Linked DNA regions of Mus musculus: regions 1 and 2 are each linked to region 3. Evidence: chromatin contacts called from public Hi-C data. All regions are on one chromosome and are shown on one strand. Each heading gives the region's core, a stretch centred on a gene start, on an enhancer-like site or on the middle of the called end of the contact. The rest is flanking DNA. Distances are from core to core; before and after follow the strand shown.

The links. Hi-C and Micro-C count contacts between places; a contact is called where the count stands out from the background.
Region 1: a Hi-C map of cortical neurons shows a contact between it and region 3, with 3 times the contacts expected there. The contact joins two enhancer-like sites. A contact is called at or near these places in 3 of 484 Hi-C or Micro-C datasets (cortical neurons, uterus and ventricular fibroblasts) and 1 of 115 datasets of contacts at active chromatin or transcription factors (embryonic fibroblasts).
Region 2: a Hi-C map of cortical neurons shows a contact between it and region 3, with 2.1 times the contacts expected there. The contact joins two enhancer-like sites. A contact is called at or near these places in 7 of 484 Hi-C or Micro-C datasets (cerebellar granule neurons, cerebellum, cerebral cortex and 3 more).

The regions. Positions count from the first base shown.
Region 1 is chr16:63,957,015-63,960,996 of GRCm38.p6, reverse strand. No RefSeq gene overlaps it. Among named protein-coding and RNA genes, the nearest start is that of Epha3, 95 kb to the right of the region's middle. Within about 2 kb of position 2,681, at least 67 of the 459 cell types and tissues checked have an H3K27ac peak or open chromatin away from gene starts, as enhancers often do. A contact at or near this core is called in cortical neurons, where this site is marked.
Region 2 is chr16:64,165,923-64,170,167 of GRCm38.p6, reverse strand. No RefSeq gene overlaps it. Among named protein-coding and RNA genes, the nearest start is that of Epha3, 300 kb to the right of the region's middle. Within about 2 kb of position 2,852, at least 8 of the 459 cell types and tissues checked have an H3K27ac peak or open chromatin away from gene starts, as enhancers often do. A contact at or near this core is called in cortical neurons, where this site is marked.
Region 3 is chr16:64,720,272-64,724,941 of GRCm38.p6, reverse strand. No RefSeq gene overlaps it. Among named protein-coding and RNA genes, the nearest start is that of 4930453N24Rik, 48 kb to the left of the region's middle. Within about 2 kb of position 3,266, at least 4 of the 459 cell types and tissues checked have an H3K27ac peak or open chromatin away from gene starts, as enhancers often do. A contact at or near this core is called in cortical neurons, where this site is marked.

The DNA.
Region 1 (3,982 bases), core at 1,432-3,931, 760 kb after region 3:
AAGATCTCCATCCCAGTCTCTTTTGGACCATTTCCCCCTCTTTGTGGTGGCAGTGGTTGTCTGGCTGTGTGGGTGTACATTTAAAACATGTCTTACAGATTTTTTAATAATGCATTCTTTGGGAAAAAGAGAAACCATTTTTCCTATGCTGTGAGCACTCCAAACACTTCTCTTATGATTTATCATCCCCCCCCCTTTAGTAATTCATGATTGATTAACTGGTGGTAAATAGAGATTTTTGAAGTAGAAGAAAAAAATACCTTAAGTATTTGGTAGGCAACAAACTATTTTGTATTCATTTACTGTGACTGCCATAAAATGTTTGATGGACAAACTAATATCTCAAGTGGAATTATTCAAGGCAGGTTAAAAGAATGCAATCTCATTTACTGTATAGGTGTTTCTTCTGGTTATATTAGGTACTTAATATTAACATGTTCATTCACTCTCATTCTCCATTTGATATACTCAGCAGTGGGGGGGCTCTGACTCTGAAAACATTACCAACCCCAGCACATACACAAACGGATTCTTCTAGGTCAGATATTACAGAGGGCAAGTATCCTGAGGATTGTTGTGACCTACTTATACTGCTGATATGATTAGATGATGAGTGAGAACATTTCCCTGGGGAGTCTGCTCTCATCTGTGTCTTTCATGGCAATCGGGTCTTCAGTAGAACAACAAGCCTCCTCTCTTCCCGTTCTTTTTGTTTGTTTCGAAAGGCAGTTTTGTATCCTTTTGTAAAATTCCTTCAAGGATAATATTGGCATATTAAGAGACATTTTCTATTGCTGCTTCACTGTATGTCTAAGAGGAGAGGTAGATTTAAATAAATATTGTTATTTTTGATTTTCATAAGTCTACCATGAATTATGTTATCTTGTAAGTATGATCTTTCTCTCTGTGTCTCCCCTCACACTCTTTGTGTGAGTGTGTATGTGTGTGGGTGTGTGTGTGTTTGTGCGTGCCCTGTATGTTGGTAGGTTGCTGAAGAGGTCCGAAGAACACATCAGATTTGTTGAGCTAGATTCATAGGCAGTTTTAAGCCACATGATTTGGGTGTCGAAACTCTGGGAGAACATGAAGTGCCATCAATTATGGAGTATTTCTCCAGTCCTGATTCTTTTTTATGTATTCATTCTTTTTAAGTTCTTAAAGAGAGATAAGGCAGCCTATCAGGTCAAAGTACTTTTTGTAAAAATTCAATTCTCACTACTCACATGAAAGAAGGAGAGAATCAAATCCTGCAAGTTTACTCCTACACACACACACACACACACACACACACACACACACACACACACACACTAAAAATACAATTTAAAAAAATCAAAGCCCTTAAGTGTGATACCTTTATCATTCTAATTGATGTATCTCAGTGAAAATCTCTACAGTTATGGGAGTTACTCCTCATTAATTTAAATTACTCAATCCCGTGTATGCCATTGTTTTGTCCCATTTTTACCAAATATGAAAAAATAGATGATCTTCGTAGGTTCACACATCAGAGGGAACACTGAGAGGAGCTACAGCCAGAAGTCCACTCAAGCAGGAGCAGGAGCTGGAACTCAAGCCCAGGCAGATTTGACTGACATGACAGTGTCTTCCCAATGTCCTCTGCCCTTGTCTTACACTGTTAGTGTGTCATGTCATGTTTGTCCCTCTCATAGTATATTACAGTCATCAGACCATGTGACAGTTCGAAAAACATGCAATTCAGTTTCTCTCTTTCGTTTTAACATAATAGAGCTTATTTAAAAATAAACTATAAAAATGCAATTAGAACAGTGTTTAAAGTAACTTCAGTGGTTTAAAATATGCAGGGATTAGCATCTGAAATAGAATTGTGCTGACATACATTTTACACACACACACAAACGTATATATTTGCTAAAACAAACGAGTGAGTGTCAATTAATTTTGAGGTACATTGCATTGCTACCTCTAGGTAGGTCTTTGTTACCTGGGAAGTGTAGGTTGGGCTTCAACACCATTAGTGAAACTAAACATTTTTTATTTATAGATACATGCTTTAAATCAGTGCTCTCACAGACAGAGCTATTAATATTTCAAAGATCGTGTCTTGATATTATAAACCAGACTCGGGGCTTCTGTATGTTGCAGAAAGTTACCCCCAAACTTCAACCTACCCAGCTTCATACACTGCTTCATACACTGTCATAGGATCTATCTTCCCTGTTCCCTGTTACTTATAATTATAAATCAAAGATTAAATCAATTATCTCCCCATAAAAGATACACTGAGCATTCCTCTAAAAAGCATCATTATTCATTTTCAAAAATTTATGGTTTTAAAAACCTTTTCAGTTTTCTCGATGATTTTCACCAATTGACCAGTCATCAAAACAGTAAAAATAGCTCAAGTAATGTTACAATGTTGCTCACTCAGTGAAATTACAAAATATTTCCCCTTGGATGCCAGCTCCTCTTTGTTTTAGGAGTGTGATCCAGCTCCCAGTTAAAGAATTCTGGCTTTTCTTTGAAAAGTACTTATTTGCCTCCTGACTACGATCATGTGCTTTCAATTTCGTTTGCGTTTCCCCACTTACTTTCTACAGCATTCTTTTATGGCTGAGCGACTGCCTGGCAAAGTAGGAACTGAACCACAGTATGTAATTAAGTTCTTTGCACAATGGAAGTTAGTCATCGGCAGGATTACACCACTGAGTTTGGATGCTGCCAGGGTGGGAGAGCAGGGAAAGAATAGCACAGAGAGCTCTCCTACAGCCCATGTCCTGAAGCATAACAATGAGTCCTCCGTTCTGTCCTGATGCCATGTCAGGAATTCTCCAATAAATTGTTCTGATTGAAAATGAATCCATGTGAATTAGCATCTTATTCCTTTTATATTTTTAGAGATGTTTTATCTGGTAAGAATTCTGAATAGCTGCTAAAAAAATATATCAGAAGAAGAGCTTAACAATTGAAGCTGTGTTATTGTTCATAGCTTAGAAAAATCATCATAAAAACATAAAAGTACTTTTAAAGACAATGAAACAAATGCATTTTTCCTTTAATGCAATGTAAACCTAACAGAAAATGTAACAAAATATAGTGTAGAGTAGTTTGATATCCTTGAATATAGTTCAGTTTTTTAAAAAATATGATATGTGTATTCTGTGGTGATTTTAAGACTGTCCTATAGAGGCTTGTGAGATGGATCAGCAGGTAAAGTCCAGTCTGAGAACCTAAGTACAGTCTCTAGTTTCTAAAAGGTTGAAGGAGAAATTTGAATGTTAAGTAGTTTTCTGCACTAGCACCGTGGCATGTGTGTGCCTCCTCTCATCCTCGCCCTCCCACAAACAAATGCACACAAAATACAAGAAAATGTAATAGACAAACAATAAAATAGGGCTGTTTTAACATATGATGAAAAATTCAATTTCAACTTCATGATCAGATATGTAGCTAGGATGAAAAAATAAAATGAAAACCCATTATGTTTCTGAAAAAGTAATAAAAGGATAGTCTGGGACAATAGCTCATTCAAATGATTGCTGTACAAGTAAGGGTACCTGCATTTTGTCATCAGTACCTACACACAAAGGACTATGCCGTAACCCCAATGCTGGAGAGGTAGAGATAGAAGGATCCCTGAAATTCCTTTATTGAGTAGTCCACGACCCCAGGTCCCACTGAGAGATCCCATCTCAAATTAAAACAAACAAACAAACAAAAAACAAAACAAAACAAAAACCCAATCAACCAGCCAACCAACCAGCCAACCAGCCAGCCAACCAACCAGCCAGCCAACCAACCAACCAACCAACCAGCCAACCAACCAACCAACCAACCAACCAACCAAAACCCCAAACCCAACCAAACATACAAACAAACAAACAATCAAGAAAAAAAATAGGTGGGTGAATCTTGAGCTTAATCTCTGATTTATACACATATGCACATACTCATGCACACATACACACAAACCCCACACATACAAAAACAATGAAATAAG
Region 2 (4,245 bases), core at 1,603-4,102, 550 kb after region 3:
TAATGCTTTGTTTTCTTTCATGTTTATTTTTGTTAAACGTAAATATCCTACTGGATCCAATCACCGTTGCCCTCTTTTTGCATGTATTTAGAGCTCTCTATTTAGACTTAGTATTTCTTCTCTGAAACAAGCAAATGAGCAAAAAATAAGTAAAGCAGAAATAATCTCCCAAACAAATAAAATGGTTCACCCCCCCCCCAAACCATTGGTTGTCTATAGCTCTTCACTGAAAGGTAGAGGGTATTATTAATTTTTCTTCTGTCCACAGTGACTTGTAGATTGGCAAGGTTTGTGATGTTCTTATGCAGACACATATAGGGATGAACGTTAAGGTGCCCAGCTCTCCTATCCTTTCCCAAAGAAACTATGATGCTGTAGTCTTTTAAGCTCTTAGAATCTTTCCACACCCTTATAGAGATATTCGCTGAACCTCAAGTATAGAGATTGTGTTATAATTTTTCCATCTGGGAGGAGCATTACAAGGACACTTAGTCTTTCTCTTTTGACCAGCTGTGTCACTTTCTCTCTTTTGCTAAAAGAAGTGTCTGTGATAAGGTATGGGAGTTTTGCTTGTCTATGGACCTATCCACTTCTCTGAAAATACAATGATTACATTTTTTGTTTATGCATGAACAGAACTGGATAATAATATTTCTAATCTCCCTGTATCCCCACGAACGTTTGCTGTCAGTTGTTTGGTAAGATGAAAGCCTAGAACAGTTTTAACTTGCCCTTCCTGCATTGCTAATGCTTTTCTATTTAGCTTAGTTTGTTTCTTACCACTGAACCTACTACTGTTTGTGGAACGAACCCCTAGCCTAGACTGTTAAGATGATCCTCTGACAACATTGCAAAACACAATCAAATAGCAAGTTGATGATTGATCATAGTCTAAGAAGATGTCTAAAATAAAGATAAATTGAGAAGCAGAATATTTTTCAGGTAGGTTGAGGATGAGTTATAAAGATTTAAGCAAAGGAGATGAAGAGTACAAAGACAAGACATCAATGGTACAGTAATAGAGAAGAGAAAGTGGGGCCCAGTGTTTGAAATCTTGCAACTGAACTGTAACACAATGATCTGCACAGTATTTGCCAATCTACACAACTGACTTTCTGTGTCCACAGTGTAGTTGCATCCAGTTTGCTTATTTGCACTGTATGAAACCTTTTAGGTTTTGGTTCTTTGGCTCCGAAACTCAAGCTTTTCACATTGTCCATGATATGGATTATGTAGGAAAGAAGGCAATTATTGCATGACTAATGGTAAAGGATACACACCTCTAATTCCAAAGTCTGAAACCTGAATCTTCTGGACACACTGATATGACATTACTGTAAAAATTCTGTACCAGACTTCATATGAATGTTTGCGATTAAAATGCTTGTGAGCAGAGCTATTGCACAGCATTACCTTAAGGTTAGAGGTTCAAGGTACAGATGGATTTCATGTTTGAACTTAGATCCAAACCATCATCATCAAGATATCTTTTTAGCTAGATTCACATATTCTAATAAAATAAATCTGTATTGTAGACCACTCTGGTACCAAGTATTTCAGAAAAGGAATATTTTTAACTTTTGCCTAATATTCAAACAATTAATAAAAATTAAAAATTTTTAAATATGCAAATTCTAGATGGATTTGTTTGCCCCAATTGCCCTGGCATAGAAGATAAGAATAGTTAATGTAAGAAGAATACATATAGAAAAAGGATGTTAATTTGAGAAGTGGGGTGGGAACAAGAACAAGAAATTGTAAGTGGAAGGGTTGGATATAATGAATAGGAATTGTACTTATGTACAATATTTTCAAAAATAATAAAAAGAGATTTTTCCGGTGGTTTCTTTTTCTGGCTCTTGTTCTTCTGTTTGTTTCTTTTGTTTTATTCTTACTTGCTATGTTTTGTTTTATTTTATTCTTTATGTGCTTGTTTGTTTTCTAATGAGAGAAGGAAAGAGTGTCATTTTGGATGTAAGGAGAAATAGGGAGAATCATAGAGGAACTGAGGAAGGGGAAACTATAATCAGAATATACTGTGTGAAAAACAAGCTATTTCAATAAAAGGAAAACAATAAAGAAATATTTTAAAGCAAATGAAGAAAAGTATCAGTGCATGTAAAATTATATTTGATGCACTCTCTGCCAGAAAACAAAAAGTGAATTTAATAAGCACAATTGTTACAGTATTTTATACTTAAAATGAAATGTTCATCTTTTGGAAATATATTTTATATAATGAAAAGGTATGATAGAATGCACTTTCTACCCTTTAAACAAACTTAATTTTTCACAATTTACAAATTTTCAATTGTGACTTTCGTGATGAATAAATTTTAATAATACAAAACAATGGTTTCATTTTTCCTTCTTTTTTTCTTTTGAATCTTCTTTCTTTATATTTCTTTTTCTTGTGAAAGTGTAAAATGTAAGTTGAATGTCCCAATTACCATGTGAAAGACGTGAAAACCATATGACTACAAATGTCTCATCCCTTAGCAGTTTCTTTCTTAGCAGAGAATTTTGCATATGGCCTCAGAGGGGGGAAAATTTAGGGTACTCTTCTATCTCTTTATGTGAAAGAGAGGAAAAGAACAAGAACAGCTTGGGAACTTTTGCATATTATGTTCATCGTAATATGAGGAGCCCTAATTCCTAATATGAAGTCACTTACTGATTAGCAGTGTGAGTTTGAATACAATTTCCTTACTTTCTGGAGGTGGTTAATTCCTTGAACTGTCAAATGAACAGCTAAGAACACATGCTTCCTCCATTCTCTGAATAATGCATTCCCAAGACTGAAATGAAAGATCCCAGCTCCTAAAGCTCAAAGACTTTTTGCTTTAGAATTCCAGAGCTTTCAACTAGCAGGGTAGTGTTTTTATACTGCACAGATAGAGGAATGCAGCCTGGGAAAGGATCCATCTGTAAAGACTGTTTAAAGATATTAAGGCTGGGAACACATAATGAACCAAGCTTGTCCAGAAAAAAAAGAAAGAAAAAAGCAAGAAAAAAAGGAGCAATTTACACTATGTGGTGCAGAATTCTGGCAGAGTAATCAGCTTCTTTGTTTCTGGTATCTAATAAAGAAGAAGGGGCTGAGAATTTAAGTAAATAAAGCTGAAATTAAGTGAATGCCTGACCAGAGGCGGAGGGAGATTAACAGCCCCTTTCCATTGATATTTAATTTACTGAAATACTCTTTCCTTTAAGTAACTTTCTGATGCTGCTTGACAGCTTGGCTCAGTCTACAGTGAGCCGAAGCCGTTCTGAAAATAACCACATGTATGCCACAGCGTCTCATCAAGGTTTTGCCAACATGTTTTGAATGACGTGGGAAAAGATACGCCCCTACGCCCCCAGGCAAGTCGTGACCCTAAAGATAAGAACATCCTTGACTTCAAAGTTCAAGCTGTGAGTATGACTCAGACTGTTTCTGTCACTGTTTGCCAACAATTCAACTATTTTATCACATTTGCAGTTTGCTTCATGAAGATATAGAAATTGCAAAAAAGGAGCCTTTTCTAAGGTTAAAAATCTAACATTGAGACTAGCCTTCGATACAGGATATGATGATGTTGAAAGAAAACATTGGTTTCTGTCCGTCCTACACCTGTCTTAGGCTCAACGGCACCAAGGAAAATGGAAAGAACAAGGCACTGGGAGAGAATGAAGCAGAGTCAATGGCTTCTTTCATGTTTTCAGGAATATTTTATATCACTTATAGCATATATTTCTTCCTTGAAAGGTGCTGTTGGCCTACCTGAGTATCCTTTATAACTCATAATCTGATAGATCCACCCCACCCCCCAGTCAAGCCTGAGACTATTCTCTCCAGGAACAACTCATTCATTGTAGGGAAGGAAAGTTAAATTTAGCCAAAGGAACCTATCAAAGCTTACAGGGCTTGCTGCTCTGGGAGGCTGTCAAGGTGATTCCATGCCAACTTGGACCTGTCTTCACTGGAAGACTCCAATCTTTGCCAAACGTTATGCTTGTTTTGTGACAAAGCTGAAAGTCCCAGTTGGATTTAAAGGAGGATATCGATTTTATTTTATTCCTGTCTCAATCCAGTGAAATTCTGTATCTGTGACCAAAAGCATAAGTAAGCAGGTGTTCACTTGCCCCATTGTGACTTAAAATTTGATGGACCATAAAAGGGAGTTGATTGATTTGTTTTAAAAGAGAGATTATTGTAACACATAATGGTCTGTAGATACAGTCATTCTATGCTCATCTTCTATG
Region 3 (4,670 bases), core at 2,017-4,516:
GCACTGGACTGCTACCAAAGCTTTGTCACATGTGACCTAAAAATATGACTCTCGGCGGGACACTTTGTGGCATTCTCTGAATGGGTGACTCCAGCAGGAGAAGTATTATATGTTAGAGGGGACGACTGACTGAGTTGGCAGGAAATAAGTCATCAGCAGGAGAAGAAGAAATATTTTTTTAAAAAAATATGAGGTTGACACTGTCTATGTGAAAGACAGTATACATGAAATTAAAACATCTTTAAATGAAATTATACAAAGAGCATGATGTCTAGTTTCTAAACGTCTACTTCTTATATGGGCAAGGAAACTACTCACCAAATAATGTCTTCAAATGTCTCATATTAAACAGGCTTGCTTTCCAGAATGACATTTCTGATGCTCTGCATCCTTCCTATCAAATACACTGCTGATGAAACTCACTTTGCATAGGGGATATGGTATGATGTGTGTGTGTCTGTGTGTGTATGAAAATGTGAATTTATCCTGTGAAGAAATCAGAGAAGTGCAGATGAAGATGAGGCCATCCAATGCAGGCATGCAGGTACATGTCTTCAGGGCTGAGAAAACGTGTTTTGTGTTTCTAAGTGTGGGTTATGTCAGATAGCACAAAGATCTCTCTTGACATCCATTTTCCTTATGGCACCTTATAGCTTTTTCTGGCTGAAATAGAACTCGACTGTGTGTGTGTGTGTGTGTGTGTGTCTGTGTTTCATTATCTGCTAATTTATGGGACTCTAGGGTGGGTTGTATGTTTTGGCTATTGTAAATGGTGTTGCTATAAACATGGGTGTGCCAGCATCTCTACAGTATGCTGGCATATTCCTTTGGGTGTGTACCTAGGATACACTTGTTATTGCCATAAGCATGTGTATATCATACTCTGGCCAATGCTAAATGAGAGAAACTCCTCTGGCTCTGGGTTGCTTCTATGATCAAGGATCAAGCCAGAGTTCCTGCAAACAGTTCTTGACAATGAGGTTGATGTTAAAACTGCTCAGTAGAGGGCACTAGAAAGTCACTGCTGGAGAAGGAGGCTTCTGGCTAGGGCAGCCAGAACTGCGGATCTGCAGGGTGACTGTGGAGACAGGAGGTGGAACCTGTCTTAGCCACAAGCCCAGAACAGGATCTGCCTTGGCCTGTGCAGCCCTGGCCTGGACAGCTGCCTGTGTGGCAGGGACAGGGTGGTGGTGGAATTGCACAGAGCGGCTTCTGCTGTTAGCCGCTTCTACTGACCACCCATACACCTGAGTGCCTTTGCCTGGCAATGGATCAGCAAGTGTGGAACTAGCTTTTCCCATAAACTCCAAATCAGTATGGCTCAGAGGGGACTTAAACACAAATATTTGCTATTCTGTCTCTGGAAAAAAGTCTTTCCAACCACATCTGGCTTCCTTTGCTTATCTGTATCTTATGACTATTTTTATTATAGTTAGTATATCCCATGTTAAATATTCTATATTGAACCTACTTTATGATTTATGTAGTTCTAAACTGGTCCAGGCAGTTTCAGGGAGATTGTTACATCGGTCATAAAAAGCAAAAAGGAATGAACCCTGACCTTTTCTGTCTTTGAATACCAGGATACACCATCCCCTAGAACTACAGCAGTCATTTTTGGCCAGTGGGAAGAGAGAGATATGGAAAGACATTAGGGTTCTCTCTCTCTCTTCCTCTTTCTCTTCTCTTCTCTTCTCTTCTCTTCTCTTCTCTTCTCTTCTCTTCTCTTCTCTTCTCTTCTCTTCTCTTCTCTTCTCTTCTCTTCTCTTCTCCTCTCCTCTCCTCTCCTCTCCTCTCCTCTCCTCTCCTCTCCTCTCCTCTCCTCTCCTCTCCTCTCCTCTCCTCTCCTCTCCTCTCCTCTCCTCTCCTCTCCTCTCTTCTCTTCTCTTCTCCTCTCTTCTCTTCTCTCTCTGTCTCTCTCTGTCTCTCTCTGTCTCTCTCTCGTGTGTGATGTGTAAATAGAAGATCAGAGGACAACTCTTGGTGATGCTCTTCAAGAGTCATCCACATTTCTTTGGAGTCAGAGTCTCTTGCTGTTCTGGGGTTAACGCCCGATCCCCAGTGTAGGGGAATTTGAGGGAGGGAAGGTGGGAGTGGTTGGGTGGGGGAACACCCTCATAGAAGCAGGGGGAGGGAGGGATAGGATAGGGGATTTCTGGGGATGGGGACTAGGAAAGGGGATACCATTTGAAATGTAAATAAAGAAAATATACAATAAAAAAGTTATATTTTCGTTGAAAAAAAAAAAAGAAGAAGGTTAGGCAGTCTGGTCACTCAGCCTGTGGACCTGTTTGACTCCATCACATTAGCACTAGAATCACAAGCTTGACAACTGGCTTTTTACATAGATGCTGGGGCTTAAACTCAGGTCCTCATGCTTGGAGGGCAAGCAGTTCATCAACTGCACCAAGTCCTCAGCTCAGCATGGTGTTTTGCTATTGCCTTGAGACTACCTACCCTACCTGCAGACTTCTCTGAGGCAGGTTGAACTGCTATTTGCTTTTATAGAGAACAATAATAAGTGACATTAAAGACCTTTGTGTTAGTCCTTAGAATGCATCCCAACCGTGCCCCAGAAAATCTAGAACAGCCTCTTTTCTGTAAGGCATTCCTACAAGCCAATTCCCAGCTTCTTTACTTTCAGTGCAGGTCTGTATTTAGAGTTACTACACAGATATAAAAGAAGCATAGATTTGAAGTCTATGGCAGTGTACAGCCTGCATCCTATAAGGAGGACCTGCAGTTTTCATCCCCAATTAATGAGAAAACTTTCTATAGTGGATTAGGCTATAGGACAGGAATCGACTATATGGCCTTTGTAGGTGTATCGGTGAGTCCCAGATTTTGCTTCTGTTTTGGGATGTGTTGGTCACTGCAGTTTCCTTTTCTCACTGTGACTTCCCCAAGGCTCCCAACCCTCTCAGGATCACCAGCCCCTCCCTTCTGGATCTGGTGATTTCTGTGTGAGAGAAGCAAAGTTCTTAAAATAATCCATCCCATTCTATCACAGCTAGTCAACCTCCTCAACCCCTCCCTGCCATGGATAGCACACACAGGTATTGCTCTCACATCTCTCTCATTGTCAGAGCTGGCTTTCTCCATCTCTGTTCTTTTTTATCTTTTTCACAGAGTGACTTGCTCCTATAAAATGCTGCTTCTATTCTGGGCTTTCAGGGAAAAAGGCATCCTTTTGAATCTTTTCCCAGACAGATCTGGTGGCCTGCGTGAATATACTTCCAAATTACATACGTCCTCCTGTGAATAGTGACGGGCATGTTTTCCTGCTGCTGCCTGGGCAATCTAGCGACGGCAAAGTTAACATGACTCTACTCACAGGACAAGAGTTTACCACTCAAGGCTCAGATGTTTTAATAAGGAATATTGGTTGCTTGGTGTTTGCCTCAAAAGAAATAGGGTCTAGGGCTTAGGTAATCTTTGAAGGGCAGAAAGAGAGCGAGAGAGAGAGAGAGAGAGAGAGAGAGAGAGAGAGAGAGAGAGAGGAATGGGGATTTCTCTTGTTTCCTACCTTCAATGCCCTGATCAGGGATGCTTAAGAGCACATGCGAGTGTCAAAAAATGAAGGAGTGATCCTTTCTGCCTAGCAGGATGAGAGACCTGCTAAGACCTCACCTAGAGGGAGCAGGCTCTGTATGTTTAAATCCCCTGCTTGCCGTGCTATCATTACTTACTTAATCTTAGGGCTGGAAAGAAGAAGACCTGCAGATCTCTGGGCTGGAGGCCAAACTGGTTCTACATAGTAAGTGAAGGTGAGCCAGGACTACACAGAGAGATAACCTTCCTAAAAAATAAAAGTTTTAAAAATTTGTATAGACTTCATATTCTACTTTTTATTTTTGATAAGTTTACTTAATTATAGATATATAAAATATAGCTCTGGGGGTCGTCGAGACAGCTTAATGAGAAAAAGCATGCTCTGTGTGAACTTTATGACCTGAGTTCAATCTCCAGGACCCATATAAAAATGCTGAGGTTGTGGTATACATCTACAATCCTAGCACTTCTGTGGTGACATGAGAGAATTGCTCAGAAATGTATAGAGCATCTATCCTGAGCATGCAGCCCAGTGGCAGAAGCAAGAGAGACATTGCATCTAAAAGATGGAAGGAGAGACCTGATAGTTCAAAGTTGTCCTCTGACCTCCAAAATGATGCCCCACCTCAACTCATCCCCCCCCCATGCATACAATAGTAACTTTAAAGAAGTAGCCATCAGATTTTATGACATTTAGAAAAATCAATATATATTCATACGCATAGGTGGGGTATGTCGAAATAATTGTGATGCTTTTAAAATATCTAAATAATCTAAAATATTGTTTAAAAATGATATGTCAACTGTGCATCTCCTTGCATCACTTTGCCTGCAGGTACCATATCTCCGTCCACATCTGTGCCAGTTTTACCATCCTTACCATCTGTATTTCCCCATTACTCTTCTACTTCTTTGTCTTCATTTCTGCCAATTAACATCTTAAGGATGAGACTATCTGGGTGTCAAGATTATAAGTGGTTTATGTTTTTGCCTTGCCTGTATTTTGTCTTTTTTCCCCTATACCAATTGTGCACCATTTGGCTTGCTTAATGATTCCTACTTGACTTCCTGTAATGACTCATGGTTTGAACTTCAGAAGACTCAGAAATCTTTTTAGC